Regions from separate parts of the Mus musculus genome. Here region 1 is linked to region 2. The links are chromatin contacts, called in public HiChIP or PLAC-seq maps. All regions are on one chromosome and are shown on one strand. Each heading gives the region's core, a stretch centred on a gene start, on an enhancer-like site or on the middle of the called end of the contact. The rest is flanking DNA. Distances are from core to core; before and after follow the strand shown. Region 1 holds the start of A730035I17Rik (RIKEN cDNA A730035I17 gene). Region 2 has its middle 34 kb from the start of Gm33969.

What was found. HiChIP or PLAC-seq counts read pairs in DNA pulled down with a chosen protein or histone mark.
Region 1: a contact with region 2 is called in an H3K4me3 HiChIP or PLAC-seq map of embryonic basal ganglia, with 5 times the contacts expected there. The contact joins the promoter of A730035I17Rik here to the enhancer-like site in region 2. A contact is called at or near these places in 6 of 39 promoter capture datasets (the 3T3-L1 cell line, 3T3-L1-derived adipocytes, cranial neural crest and 2 more), 1 of 15 datasets of contacts at CTCF or cohesin (pro-B cells), 3 of 484 Hi-C or Micro-C datasets (cerebral cortex, cortical neurons and ventral hippocampal neurons) and 10 of 115 datasets of contacts at active chromatin or transcription factors (astrocytes, craniofacial prominence, differentiating embryonic stem cells and 7 more).

What each region holds. Positions count from the first base shown.
Region 1 is chr5:98,182,113-98,188,820 of GRCm38.p6, forward strand. A730035I17Rik (RIKEN cDNA A730035I17 gene) reads right to left here and starts at 3,872. Exons shown (of 3, transcript NR_153823.1): 1 at 2,932-3,872; 2 at 2,606-2,656; 3 at 1,006-1,440. Prdm8 (PR domain containing 8) reads left to right here. Exons shown (of 4, transcript NM_029947.2): 2 at 1,177-1,397; 3 at 2,349-2,577; 4 at 2,912-5,336. The coding sequence starts at 1,179. The coding sequence ends at 4,530.
Region 2 is chr5:97,288,461-97,294,898 of GRCm38.p6, forward strand. No RefSeq gene overlaps it. Among named protein-coding and RNA genes, the nearest start is that of Gm33969, 34 kb to the right of the region's middle. Within about 2 kb of position 1,386, at least 18 of the 459 cell types and tissues checked have an H3K27ac peak or open chromatin away from gene starts, as enhancers often do. A contact at or near this core is called in cortical neurons, embryonic basal ganglia and hippocampal neurons, where this site is marked.

The DNA of each region.
Region 1 (6,708 bases), core at 2,622-5,121, 900 kb after region 2:
AATACAGAGACAATCACTGTCACTGGTGAAACTGCTAGGGAAAAACCAACTTAGAGGAATTGTTAGATTTCCCCAAGAAAAATGGCATGGCTAACTAAGACCTAGTTTAAATAATTTAAATGATTGCTTTCTTTAAGTGCTAAGTATTACAGGGGGTGTCCAGTGGCTGAGGAAGGAAACGATCCCTGTAAGACGGCTTAATAGAGAGCCCGCCACTGGGGCATTACTTCTAAATTGCTGCGGATTAAACAGCTGGAGGGCCCACTCAGGACCATTCAAGCAGGGCTGACCCCTTCTAGCCCAAACAGGGTGGTATCAAGGGAAGTGAGAATTCACCAGTCATTACACACAGAATTTCAGACAGGGGACACTTCAAGCCTGCCCTATACCTGCTCGCTTCATGGGCCACAGGCGACTCAATCCACCCTCTTGTATAACAAGGTAACTGGGATTCAACCTCATCCATAAATAAGCATGTCGAGAAAAAATAATTACCTCTGCTTGCTGCTTTTAATTAAAGCCTCAGAGGGACAGTGCTGGATTATGGTAATGAGCAGACATGCGTCCCTTCTTGTAGGCTGCAAAGAAAGGTTAGCTGACATAGAATTAGTGGCCCTGACACTCCACTTGAAATCCATTCGCCATGCTCCGTGGTCCCCGCCTGCTAGCTAAGGCTGCTCCCCTTGTTAGAAGAAAAGAAGAAATCACAATGAGACACTGGGCTTAGTACATAGGACAGGACTGTCCCCCAAAGATTAAAAGTGCGGGTTTTTTTTTTGGGGGGGGAGTTATGCAGTCAGAAATTTTGCATATGCTGGTTTTAAAGCAAACAAACCTACAAAAGCCCTACCTTCGCCCCAATGCCCCACTCTATAAATCCCGAGGTAGCATAGACACAGCCTGCTCCAGTCTTCACCGGCTCTCTATTTTCTTTTTCTCAAGCAGGAAGTGTGCTCCCATGCTTCCTGTTCCAGTTATTTAAAAGGAAGGAATAATACTTCGAAGTTGGCATCTTTAAAGCATGACAGATTGATCGGCTTTATTTTTAAAGTAGGAGCTATGTAAAAAAGCCGGCAAGTGCAAAGAAAATATGTCTGGTAGCGGAAACGCTCTGCCGAGGTTCGTAGCAGAAAAGGCAATAACAACTCTCTTCTCGTCCTGGGTATCTGTCTCCAGTGATGGAGGATTCAGGCATCCAGAGAGGCATCTGGGATGGAGATGCCAAGGCTGTCCAACAGTGTCTGACAGACATTTTTACCAGTGTATATACAACCTGCGACATCCCAGAGAACGCCATATTCGGTCCCTGTGTACTGAGCCATACTTCCCTGTATGACAGCATAGCCTTCGTAGCCCTCAAGTCCACGGACAAGAGAACAGTACCTTACATCTTCCGGGTGAGTCTCAGCAAGTGTGATGGAGGTGTCTGAGGGTAATTTCCTGTTGGGAGTGAGGAAGGAGACATCCTAAGGACAATGTAATCATCTGAGCAGTCAGAGCAGAGCGAACACAACAAAAATTAGAAAAGAAAAACTAGATTCAAATCATCAAGTGATTTTACTGAGAAAAAGAAAAAGACAATGCCAAGGTTGCCTGAATCGGTACTCTAGTTCTGGGTTCCCTAGATTAGGGCTTCCTAAATTGCTAAGGAGACCTTGTTAGTACTGGGGCTATTTACATATTAAGTAGTCCTTGAGAGAACTTTTACAAGTATTGAGTATATTTATTTTGTAACCTGGGAGGTCTCCCCATCGCCTGATTATTGCTTTCTTTAGTTAACATTAGCTAGTGTTCAGAGTTTGTATTTAAATTAAAACGTTAATTGTTTTGGCAGCAAAGCATCTATAATCCACGTTTGTGTTTGTAACAGGCCTCTTTCTTCCTAGTAGTTCTTTTTTTATTAATTATTTTATTTATTTACATGCTAAATGTTACTCCCAGTTTCCCCACCCCAGAGTTCCTAGTCTTTCATCATGAAGTAAAGCTGTTAGTCCTTCATGTCAGTTAGGAAGATGGGCGTGAGTGCCATAGAATAATTACTAAGACCCGAACTTGCCTTTTACTTCTGAAACACGGGAAATTTCCTCTCCTTTTGTCATGTGAGGTAACTGAAAGGGAGATTCTAAAGAGGCTACTCTGTAAGACTGACCCAATATTGCAAAGGATGGCCACTGTGCCCATTGACCACAAATGCAGGGATGCAGTTCGACTTTGGTCAACTTTTGCAAACTTGGTTTCAGATAATTGTTTGGAAAGAACAAAAGCCAGACAGATGAAATATCTCTGGTTTCTCTGGTTGCCGTCTTTCACGTGGATCCCTCTCTTCTTGTCTTTCTTAAATACTGTAGGTAGACACTTCGGCGGCAAATGGTTCCTCAGAAGGTCTCATGTGGCTGCGGCTGGTCCAATCAGCCCGAGATAAGGAAGAACAGAATCTCGAAGCTTATATAAAAAATGGACAGCTGTTCTACCGCTCTCTCCGCAGGATTGCCAAAGATGAAGAGTTACTAGTTTGGTACGGGAAAGAACTGACTGAATTGCTCTTGCTCTGCCCGTCTAGAGCTCACAAAATGAACGGTAGGTTGGCTCGGGTGCCTGGGCTCACCTTGCACATCATAGGGTGGACGAAGCTTCTGAGGTGTTGTCCCGAATGGAACTAGGACAGAAGGGGAAGGAAAAGTTGGGGAGCGTTTGACTTAGTAAATGCACAAATCAAGAAAGTAAGTTGCACCAAATAGGATAGTGTATTCATTTTTTTGGGCACTCAGCCCAGAAAGATAAAGTGGATTTGTTATGGGGAGGATGGCTAAGTGGCCTAGGGGCGATGCTAACTAACCATGTGGGGTGTGTGTGTGTGTGTGTGTGTGTGTGTGTGTGTGTGTGTGTGTGTGTGTGTTTGCTCACTAAGCAGGGTCGTCTCCTTACACATGCCTGGAATGCAGCCAACGTTTCCAGTTTGAGTTCCCCTATGTGGCACATCTGCGATTCCGCTGCCCCAAGAGACTTCACAGCACTGATGCGAATCCCCAAGACGAGCAAGGGGGCGGCTTGGGCACTAAGGACCACGGCGGCGGCGGCGGTGGTAAAGAGCAACAGCAGCAGCAACAGCAGCAGCAACAGGAGGCGCCGTTGATCCCGGGCCCCAAGTTCTGCAAAGCCGGCCCCATACACCACTACCCCGCGTCATCCCCGGAGGCGAGCAACCCGCCGGGCTCCGCGGGTGCCGGCAGCGCCAAGCCGTCCACGGACTTCCACAACTTGGCTCGGGAACTGGAAAACTCCCGGGGAAGCAGCAGTTGCGTAGCGGCCCCGGGCGTCGGCAGTGGCGGCAGCGGCCACCAGGAGGCGGAGCTGAGTCCCGACGGCGTCGCCACCGGCGGCTGCAAAGGCAAGAGGCGGTTCCCAGAGGAGGCGGCGGCGGAGGGCGGCGGCGCGGGGCTGGCGGGCGGCCGTGCGCGCTTCTCCGAGAGGCCGCTGGCGACCTCCAAGGAGGAGTTGGTGTGCACGCCGCAGCAGTACCGCGCCGCCGGCAGCTACTTCGGCCTGGAGGAGAACGGCCGGCTCTTCGCGCCGCCCAGCCCGGAGACTGGCGAGGCGAAGCGCAGCGCCTTCGTGGAGGTGAAGAAGGCGGGCCGCGCGGTGGGCTTGCAGGAGGAGGCGGCGGCGACAGACGGCGCAGGGGGCACGGCCGAGGACCCCGACGCGGGAGGCGGTGTCGCCGGCGGCGGCAGCAACGGCTCGTCCACCCCCGCGGCGGGGTCGCCTGGGGCCCCCGAGAAGTTGCTGGCTCCGCGTCCCGGAGGCTCTCTGCCCGGACGGCTGGAGGGCGGGAGCCCCGCGCGCGGCAGCGCCTTCACCTCGGTGTCGCAGCTGGGCGGCGGTGGCGGCGCGGGGACCGCGGGGACTGCGGGGGGCTCGGGGGGCGGCCAAACGGCCGCATCGGACGAGCGGAAGAGCGCCTTCTCGCAGCCCGCGCGCTCCTTCTCGCAGCTGTCCCCGTTGGTCCTCGGCCAGAAGCTGGGCGCTCTCGAGCCGTGTCACCCGGGAGACGGCGTGGGTCCCACCAGACTCTACCCGGCCGCCGCCGATCCGCTGGCTGTGAAGCTGCAGGGGGCAGCGGACCTGAACGGAGCCTGCGGGCCCCTGGCGAGCGGCGGTGGCGGTGGCTTGCCCAAGCAGAGCCCCTTCCTCTACGCCACCGCCTTCTGGCCCAAGAGCTCGGCTGCGGCGGCAGCGGCGGCGGCGGCCGCCGCCGGGCCCCTGCAGCTGCAACTGCCCTCCGCGCTCACCCTGCTGCCGCCCTCCTTCACTTCGCTGTGTCTGCCCGCGCAGAACTGGTGCGCCAAATGCAACGCCTCCTTCCGCATGACCTCCGACCTGGTGTACCATATGCGGTCTCACCACAAAAAGGAGTATGCCATGGAGCCCCTGGTGAAGCGGCGGCGGGAGGAGAAACTCAAGTGCCCCATTTGCAACGAGTCCTTCAGGGAGCGTCACCACCTGTCCCGGCACATGACCTCGCATAATTAATTGTTGCGTAAAAGACTCCGGCTTTCCACGCGTGTGCACGCACAGTCAAGCCACCTGCAGGAGCAGACACGCGAGGATGACATCCACCACTACCTTATGCCCCCAAACACTGCAACCAAACACGTGCACACACAGGTCCCTCCCCTCGCCAGGAGCCTCATCATCCAAATGTTTAATTTCACACACACACACACACACACACACACACACACACACACACACGCACGCACGAACGCACACACGGACGCACGCACACGATGCACAGGATGGTGGATTTTGGATTGGGTGGGTTGTTTGAGCGGGGTTTTCTTTTGAATGCACGAATTTTCACTTTCCCAAAAACAAAAGTACATTTTTAAAAAAATGTCATATATTGCAACATATTGATGCATTTGTCATACGTTTCTACTTAAATTATTAAGCACTTATGGTTTAGATGTAATAATTATATGTAAGGACAAAGTTTATTTTAGATATAAAGTAATGGAGGAAGAGGAGATGCGTTCTGCATTTCCTGATGACAGCTGTGTTCTTACAAAAATAAACAAAATGGATAAAAAGGGGGGCGCCATTCGGTTTAAGTTTCCAGGGGGAAGTGCATGTATCATGAAATGATTATGGACTTCAGTGAAGAATGTCATCAATGATGTAAATATGTATTCCCTTTTAATACAAAGTGTAATTTTGTGCCAGTGACATGGAGTCTGAATAGTTATGTGTTTCTTCTATCCCTAAGAGATTTATTAAACGGTATAGTTTATCCAGGTATGTTGGATGCTTTGACAATAAATAACTATTTTCCTCAAAGCAAATATTTGGAAAGTTTACAAAAAATATTTTTAGGTCAGTATAATACTTTGGATAGTTGATGCCTTTTCGTTGACTCCTTGAAAAGAAGCAAGGAGACCACAGCTTCCTCTGCAGGTATTAACTACAAGCCAGTTTTGAGCCTAAGGGTGTTGATTGTCACTTGAAGATTCTCTATCTGAAAGGTGTTGGGTTTAAGGATCAAGGACAAATCACTTAGGTGCAGTAATTGCCATACAGGTTCCCTGTCAGAACTTTGTAGGTGTCTCTTCCAGAAGGAAAAGAATTACTCTCCACATAAGTGACCAATCTGCATTTTTTAAGCCCACTTTAGGATCTAGTAGTGATACTTCCCCCAAGGGATGTCCTACATTCTAGAACTTCAAGCTTCCTATCATCCATTAAGGACACATAGAGAATCTATCAAGTAATACAATTTGAAAGACCGAGGTTTGCTGATGGTATATCAAAGGCCTCCGTGTCCACACATGTCTATCTGGGAGTGATCCTGAGACAAAGATACCGAGGAACCAACTGGTTCTTTATGAAAAGTCGCTGTCATCTTGGCTTCTGACTTCAGTTCTTAGAGAACATCATGTTTGTGTCTGGTGTACACTGAAGCCTCTACACTAAAAACCAAATGACCAATGAGCCTTCTTTGCAGCAACCTCACCCCCACCAACACACACACACACACACACACACACACACACACACACACACACACACCTCTCTCTCTCTCTCTCTCCTTCCCTCCCCTCCCCCCTCCCCCCATTGAACCCTTAACTACACCTCCCTTTTTGTTGATTTCCCCCTTCCATGTGAAGGATGCTTGTGGAGAGATCTCTAGTGGGAACTTCACACATGTCTTCATCTCAAGGCTTTTCAAAAACTTTCCCTAAAGGATTTTGAAGCCTTCATTGTTTTAAGGCCACCAGACAGCAAGTTGCATTTAGAACAGGGACCCTGTTGTAGGGGTGATAAATGTATTCAGGGAATATGGCCACTTTGGTGGAAAAGCTGTTTGTCTACCTTGGAGTCATTCGAATACTATTTTGGCACTATAATCCTTTGAGGCCTGCTTTCAGTTTCCCCACATAGTCTGATGACTTTACACTCAACCTGCTCCAAGTGTAAGTAAGGAAAGGATGGTCCAAAACGTACTGGTTTTGCCTCTGCTAATGTTAGCTGGTGTTGTCATTGGTCACATCATTTGGTGTACCTGTGGATTGCTTATGTCTTCTAGAAAACCAGGGAAGCACATTCCAGTGTCTTCAAATTACGTCTAGCACAGAAGAGAGTTTTTGTTTCTTTTGTTTTTCCCAGTGAAACAAATAATTGGACCTAACGAGAGATTTCTCAAAAACGCCC
Region 2 (6,438 bases), core at 136-2,635:
TAGGCCATCTTCTGCTACATATGCAGCTAGAGACAAGAGCTCAGGGGGTACTGGTTAGTTCATATTGCTGTTCTTCTTATAGTGTTAGAGACCCCTTCAGCTCCTTGGGTACTTTCTTTAGCTCCTCTATTGGAGGCCCTGTGTTCCATCTAATAGATTACTCTGAGCATCCACTTCTGTATTTGCCAGGCACTGGCATAGCCTCACAAGAATCAGCTATATTAGGGTCCTGTCAGGAAAATCTTGCTGGCATATGCAATTGTGTCTGTCTTTGGTGGTTGATTATGGTATGGATCCCTGGATGAGGCAGTCTCTGCATGGTCCTTCTTTCCATCTCAGCTCCAAACTTTGTCTCTGTAACTCCTTATATGGGCATCATTTCTATTTTAATTCATTTAATTCATATGTAATTTACTTTTATAACCTAGAATAGTTTATATCGTGCCAAGGAGCTAGCTCTGTGAGTAAAATGCTATGCACACATGAAGACCTGAGCTAGGATTCCCCTAAATGCATGTTCAAGCTGCATGTGATGTCATACCGGGTGCTGAGAGGCTGAAAGGAGTAATTCCTAGGGGCTTGCTGACCCAGCCTAGCTAACTCAGCAAGCTCAGAATTCAAGGAGAGAGTCTGTCTCAAAGAACAAGATGGAGAAGGAATTGGGGAAGAGATCCTGGTATCAACATTTGACCTCCACACAAGCCCTCACAGGTGAATACACACACACACACACACACACACACACACACACACACACACGCACGCACGCACGCACGCACGCACGCACGCACGCACGCACGCACGCACGTGCACACATGCACACATGCACACACGTTTATATCCACATATACAACTTATACACAACCTGCAGGAAAACACACTTCTTCTCTTTCTAGGTAAAACGGTATGCAATCTGGGCATAAACAGGCTTGAGGATGTTGATGAAACGTCATCTGCAAGTGTAACTAATATGATCTCATATTTAAATGATTCACAAATAAATACCACGGTTGGATTTAGACACCAGATGTCAAACCACACAGTAATGCAGATACAGTTGCTTGCTTCCCTGTCACTGGTCGCCAGGAAGAAACAGATGGTTAAAAAGATATGTAACTGAGGCAAGGCATGGAAATAGGAAACCATGGAGCAGAAATTCTGCCATTTAAGTAACAGTAATTTTCTAGTCTGGAAAACCTGGCTGTTTATACCTCTACTTATGCACTTACGCAGTTTAAATGTGAAACATGGCAAAAATAGTCCAGGCAAGGCTGGCAACTTGCAAATTTTGCAATGCATAATTGCATCTCAACAATCTCTGAGGCAGACGCACAGCAGTAAAAAGTAAACACTTGCATGCAGTTGAACACAATTACATGCTGCTTAGTGCCTACGCTCATTACTGCTTCAGAAGGGGCTCTGTGAACTTGTGCTCTAACTAGTAGGTCAGGCGAAATGCAAATCAGGACTAAATTTGAAAGCAAGTGACAGAAAACCCAGATACAATTTAGACTGGGAGTCTATAATTTGGCTTTTTAAAAATAAGCCTTAGCAAGAATCATCCTCATTACAATAATGGCTTGATTATTCTGCACAACTTGTTTGTAATTACGGACCCTCTTTTAAAGCTGATTTTAACAGGAAATAAGAGCATGCTGAGAGAGAAGGAGAAAGAAAGGGGGGGGGAGAGAGAGAGAGAGAGAGAGAGAGAGAGAAAGAGAGAGAGAGAGGGAGAGGGAGAAAGGGGGGGGAGAGAGAGCATGCGAGTGAGCTTTGTGGTTGGTCAGTTGCTATAATTAGTGCTGCAGGTGCATATGCGTATTACAAAAGATATGTGCCTTGACTTAAGCCTTTTAAGCTTACATTCCTGTCATTGGAATTGAAAATCCCAACCAGTCTATTATTCTCAAGAATTCATTATAATAGAATTTTTAATGAGGGTGTCTATGGGGCTTTGTTCCTGGTGTTTCCATAGTAAGGCTAGGGTCTTCTGCCTCTTTTATGGTCAGGTGACCATGAAATGTGAGCTACAGCTGCTACAGGGCATGTCCCTGCTGGTGCTTAATTTATAGCAAGTACACATTTTACTGCTAATGTGTTTCTCATCCATCCTTCTAATATTTATGGGGGGAACCACACTAGGGAGGCATAGATTCAGTTAAGGATGCTGGATTAGGTGAGTTTGAATCTCTTACTGGGTATGTAACTTTGAGTCTCAGTGCCTCAATTTCCCCCTTTTTAAAGTAAGGAAAGTTTGCCTGAGTGTGTGGCTCACGCCTGTAACATCATCACTTGGGTGGTCATTGCAGCAGGATTACCAGTAGTTAGAGGACAGGCTTAGATTATGTCATGAGTTCTAGGCTAGAGTGAGACTCAGGTGCCATTTACCCCACAAAAGGATAATTTTGTTAATAATAGGACATAGATGTTGTGAAATTTAAATAAGTCAGACATTTCAAGAGTGCAGGATTGTCCCAATCACATGTTTCTGTGCTGTCTGCTGTTGTCATCTGGTGGCTCTTGCAGACACAGAGGTGAGTAAGACAGCCTTGGTCCCTTCCCTCATAAACCATAAATTCTGGAGAAATGATAAGGCTATTGATCATTTACTTAATCACATTCTTGATAAGCATAAAAGGGAGAAACAGATTTTCTTTTCTTTCATAAAAGACTTTCTCTGGACAGTGTTCTGCCTTACAGAAGGGGGTGGTGTTTGAGATGGGAGGGATGGATAGGTGTTACTTAGGAGAGGAAACATCAGGAGAGTGTGAAGAAAGTTGGCTTGCACACAGAAGCCATGGGAGAGACAGAAGGCTTAGTGCTGAGAACTCAGAGTTAGAGATCCTGTGGCAGGGAACAAACTCAAACAGCAACTCCCACCCTGTGAGTTTTCTTGTCATCGATTGGTGTTCATCTTTCATTTAGACTCCTAGGTCCTTTGTGAAACTTTCACCCAGGAGGCTCAGGGCAGAATCTTTGGCTTTGCAATATTGCATGTCTGTTTTCTGTCTAATTCCCAACAGCGATGTTTTCTGGAAATCAACTAAATATCACAACTGAAAACTATGTTAATAAAGATGTCACATGCTATATATGCGTACATAATACATGAGGATTTATATACAGTTATATGAACTATATAACAAAAATTGGCATCATATTGTATGTAGAATTTGTCCTTCTTCTTCTTCTTCTTCTTCTTCTTCTTCTTCTTCTTCTTCTTCTTCTTCTTCTTCTTCTTCTTCTTCTTCTTCTTCTTCTTCTTCTTCCCATGATTTTTTTTCTGTGTATGTGCGTGCGTATGTTGGTGTGCATTCCTGTGTCTAGAGACCTAAGGACAACCTCAAACGTTCCTTAGAAACCACCTTCACTTTTCCACAGGGTTTCTTGCTGGCTTGGAGCCTGTCAAGTTGACTGAGCTGCTTGGCTGGCCATCAGATCCCAGTGATTATCTTGTTTCAACCTTCTTCGTGCTGAAATTTCGAGCAAACACTGTACCCAGTTTTTCCATGTTGGGTTTGGGGCTCGCACACTGCACTTGGGTGCTTCTGCTTGCATGACAAACGCTTCACTGATTGACCCATCTCCCTGCCCCTCCTGACGCTTTATTAGCTTTTTCTTCTGTTGGTATTCTTTCAACATAAATTTTAAATCATTAAAAAATACAATGTACAGTTGTTCATTTATTTGTTCAACATTTGGATTGCTCACAAGATTTTATATTATAATAATGCCATAAGGTACTCCTCTGTAACTATAAGGAAATCTCCCTGCTCAGTTTCAGAGAAACAGTGGTTCTCTAACAAGGACTTACTCTTTTCTTGGGAATGTTGTTTAGAGATGGGCCAAGGCCACTCTACAAAATTAGTGGAGATTGTGGGTCTCAGTAAATTTCAACAGTGCTCAGTATTGCTACTAAAACATGGAATTTGATTCAATTTACACAAAATAGTAATGCTTGCTCTACAGATATTTATGTATCTTTTTTCCATGAATCATCTGATCTTGCCTTCTGCTTTTTTCCTTCCTTTCCCTCCCTCCCTCCCTCCCTCCCTCCCTCCCTCCGTCCCTCCCTCCCTCCCTCCCTCCCTTCCTCCCTCCCTCCCTCCCTCCCTCCCTCCCTCCCTCCCTCCCTCCCTTTCTTCCTCCCTATTTCTTTTTCTCTTTCTTTCTTTCTTTCTTTCTTTCTTTCTTTCTTTCTTTCTTTCTTTCTTTCTTTTCTCTTTCTTTCTTTCTTTCTTTCTTTCTTTCTCTCTTCTTTCTTGTAGTATGATACTAAAATTGCCCACAGCAATTTCTTAGACCCTCTTTTCTACTAGAGGCTATTCATTCTCTAAGGCAATACCATATGGCAGATTTTTTTCTTTTCTTTTTTGGGGGAGAGGGAGGTTCACTTTATCTCTGTTCATGTTGTTTAGTATTTGAGACTGTACATTTAAAACATATATCTATTTTTATCCCAAGGTATGTGTGTGAACCTGTGTTTCTCTGTGTGGGCAGCACCCACAGATGCCAGAAGAGGGTTTTGGAACCAGAGTATGGGTGCTGGGAACTACATCAGAGTCCTGCAGAAGAGCAGGATGGACTCTAAAGTGGTGAACTATCTATCCAGCCCCAACATTGTAAATTTTATGTGTTTGAATCTATGGTAATTTTGTTCACTTCCATTTATTTTTGTGGTTATGTCTCTTACTCGACTCCTTAAGTATTCCCTCTAAGTATTTCATGTGGCCTTTTTCACCCTCTACTGTGTTACTCCCACACATGTGTTCAAATCTGTGGACATAGAATTAAGGAAAAAAATTCAGCTTCAAAGTGTCTATCAAGTTACTTACATGTGCTTGCCTAAGTACAACATTGGAAGACTCTCGGTGTCCTGACCCTGACTTCAGCCTATGCTTTCCTGTTTAACACAGCTGTTCTCTCTGCATTTCTCCACTGCTCTGCCCTGTTAGCAGTGCAGCTCAGTGGTAAGATGGGAGGCCCGTATATATAAGGTTCTCGGCTTCATTCTGAGTGCCCTGATCCATGAATAAGGATAAAAAACCCTAATGTGTCCTGAGATGTGTAAGCAGTGTTTACCCTTCCCTGAGTTTTATACTGTTGCTCTTAATTGAACTTCAGGTCTCCAGTTTTATGTGAACATAAAATGGAATTCATCTTTGGAAACTCTTTTTAGTGGCCATTATGTGAATATACACGGAGCGAACATTCCAAGATTAAGGGGGAGCTGGTAAATGACAGGACCTGCTTATGAGTCTTCAGGACGTCTTGTAATTTAGGACTGCAGACGCTGATACACTCATGTACTAACTGTCATGTGTCTCACTGCAGTGCCGCCCTTAGAATAATTCAAAGCTGCAGAGCATTTCTATGGCCATTCAAGTTTCTGTTCCTGCTCCATCATCGCTTGTTACACTACTTAATGTTGCCTTCTCATTAGCTACGTCAACTAACAAACAGTGCCTCTATTTCACTTCAGCAGTCTTGTGAGATACATGTACACACACACACACACACACACACACACACACACACACACACAGCCTAGATAGGTGGGTTAATGACCCTGCACGTATAAATTGTAAGAAAAATTTATTGCTACAAGGTTATAAAGTATAGTGGTTTTTGAACATGTATTTGTAACACTTTAAAAATTTGTGCTTTTTATGAAATTATTAATATCTCAGCAACAGTAGCCCTCTCATTTTGGATCTTCTTTTTAGAATTATATTTAAATGAATGTATAAGCTATGGAAAGCTAGAAAAGGCTCAACAACAAAAGAAATAATCACAACGGAAGGTATTATTTTCTTCTTAATATTTAACAACTACAGGTGATTCCCTAATATTTGATTAAGTAATGAAAATTTGATTCCATTAATGGAAATAAATGTATTCCAAAATCCAAAATGATTCAGAGTGTCCATGAACATATACTTGTATGCACAAGCACATATGTACACATACTCCAAAGTGTCACACATTGTTTAGGAAACTTTTTTTTTTGTTCTTTAGAAGTAAAGTCTCCATTTGTAGGCTGGCCTGGAAATAGCTTTGTAGCACAGGCTAGCCTCAAACTTTCAGTCTTCCCATCTTTTCTTTCTAAGTGTTGGGATTTCATGTGTGACTCACCACTTCAGGTCTGAAGAAACATTTGAGAAAATGCCAAAGAAATGTCTTACCAAGTATAACTGTGCACACTGTGTCTTTTATAATGTGGGTCTAGTTATAAGCTGGTTTCTAGTTTACTTATAATCAACAGAGAGAAAAGAATAAACTGAGCCTACAAGATGCACATAGTCCAGAGGATAAAAAGAACTTGAGGCTTTGTTGTTGTTTTTAAAGAGGAACGTATGATTGTGTTATCTTGCTTTTCTGCCCAGAATTCTAGAGGCAGATGCCATAACGGAGAGCCCAGCAGAAATGTCTATGTTT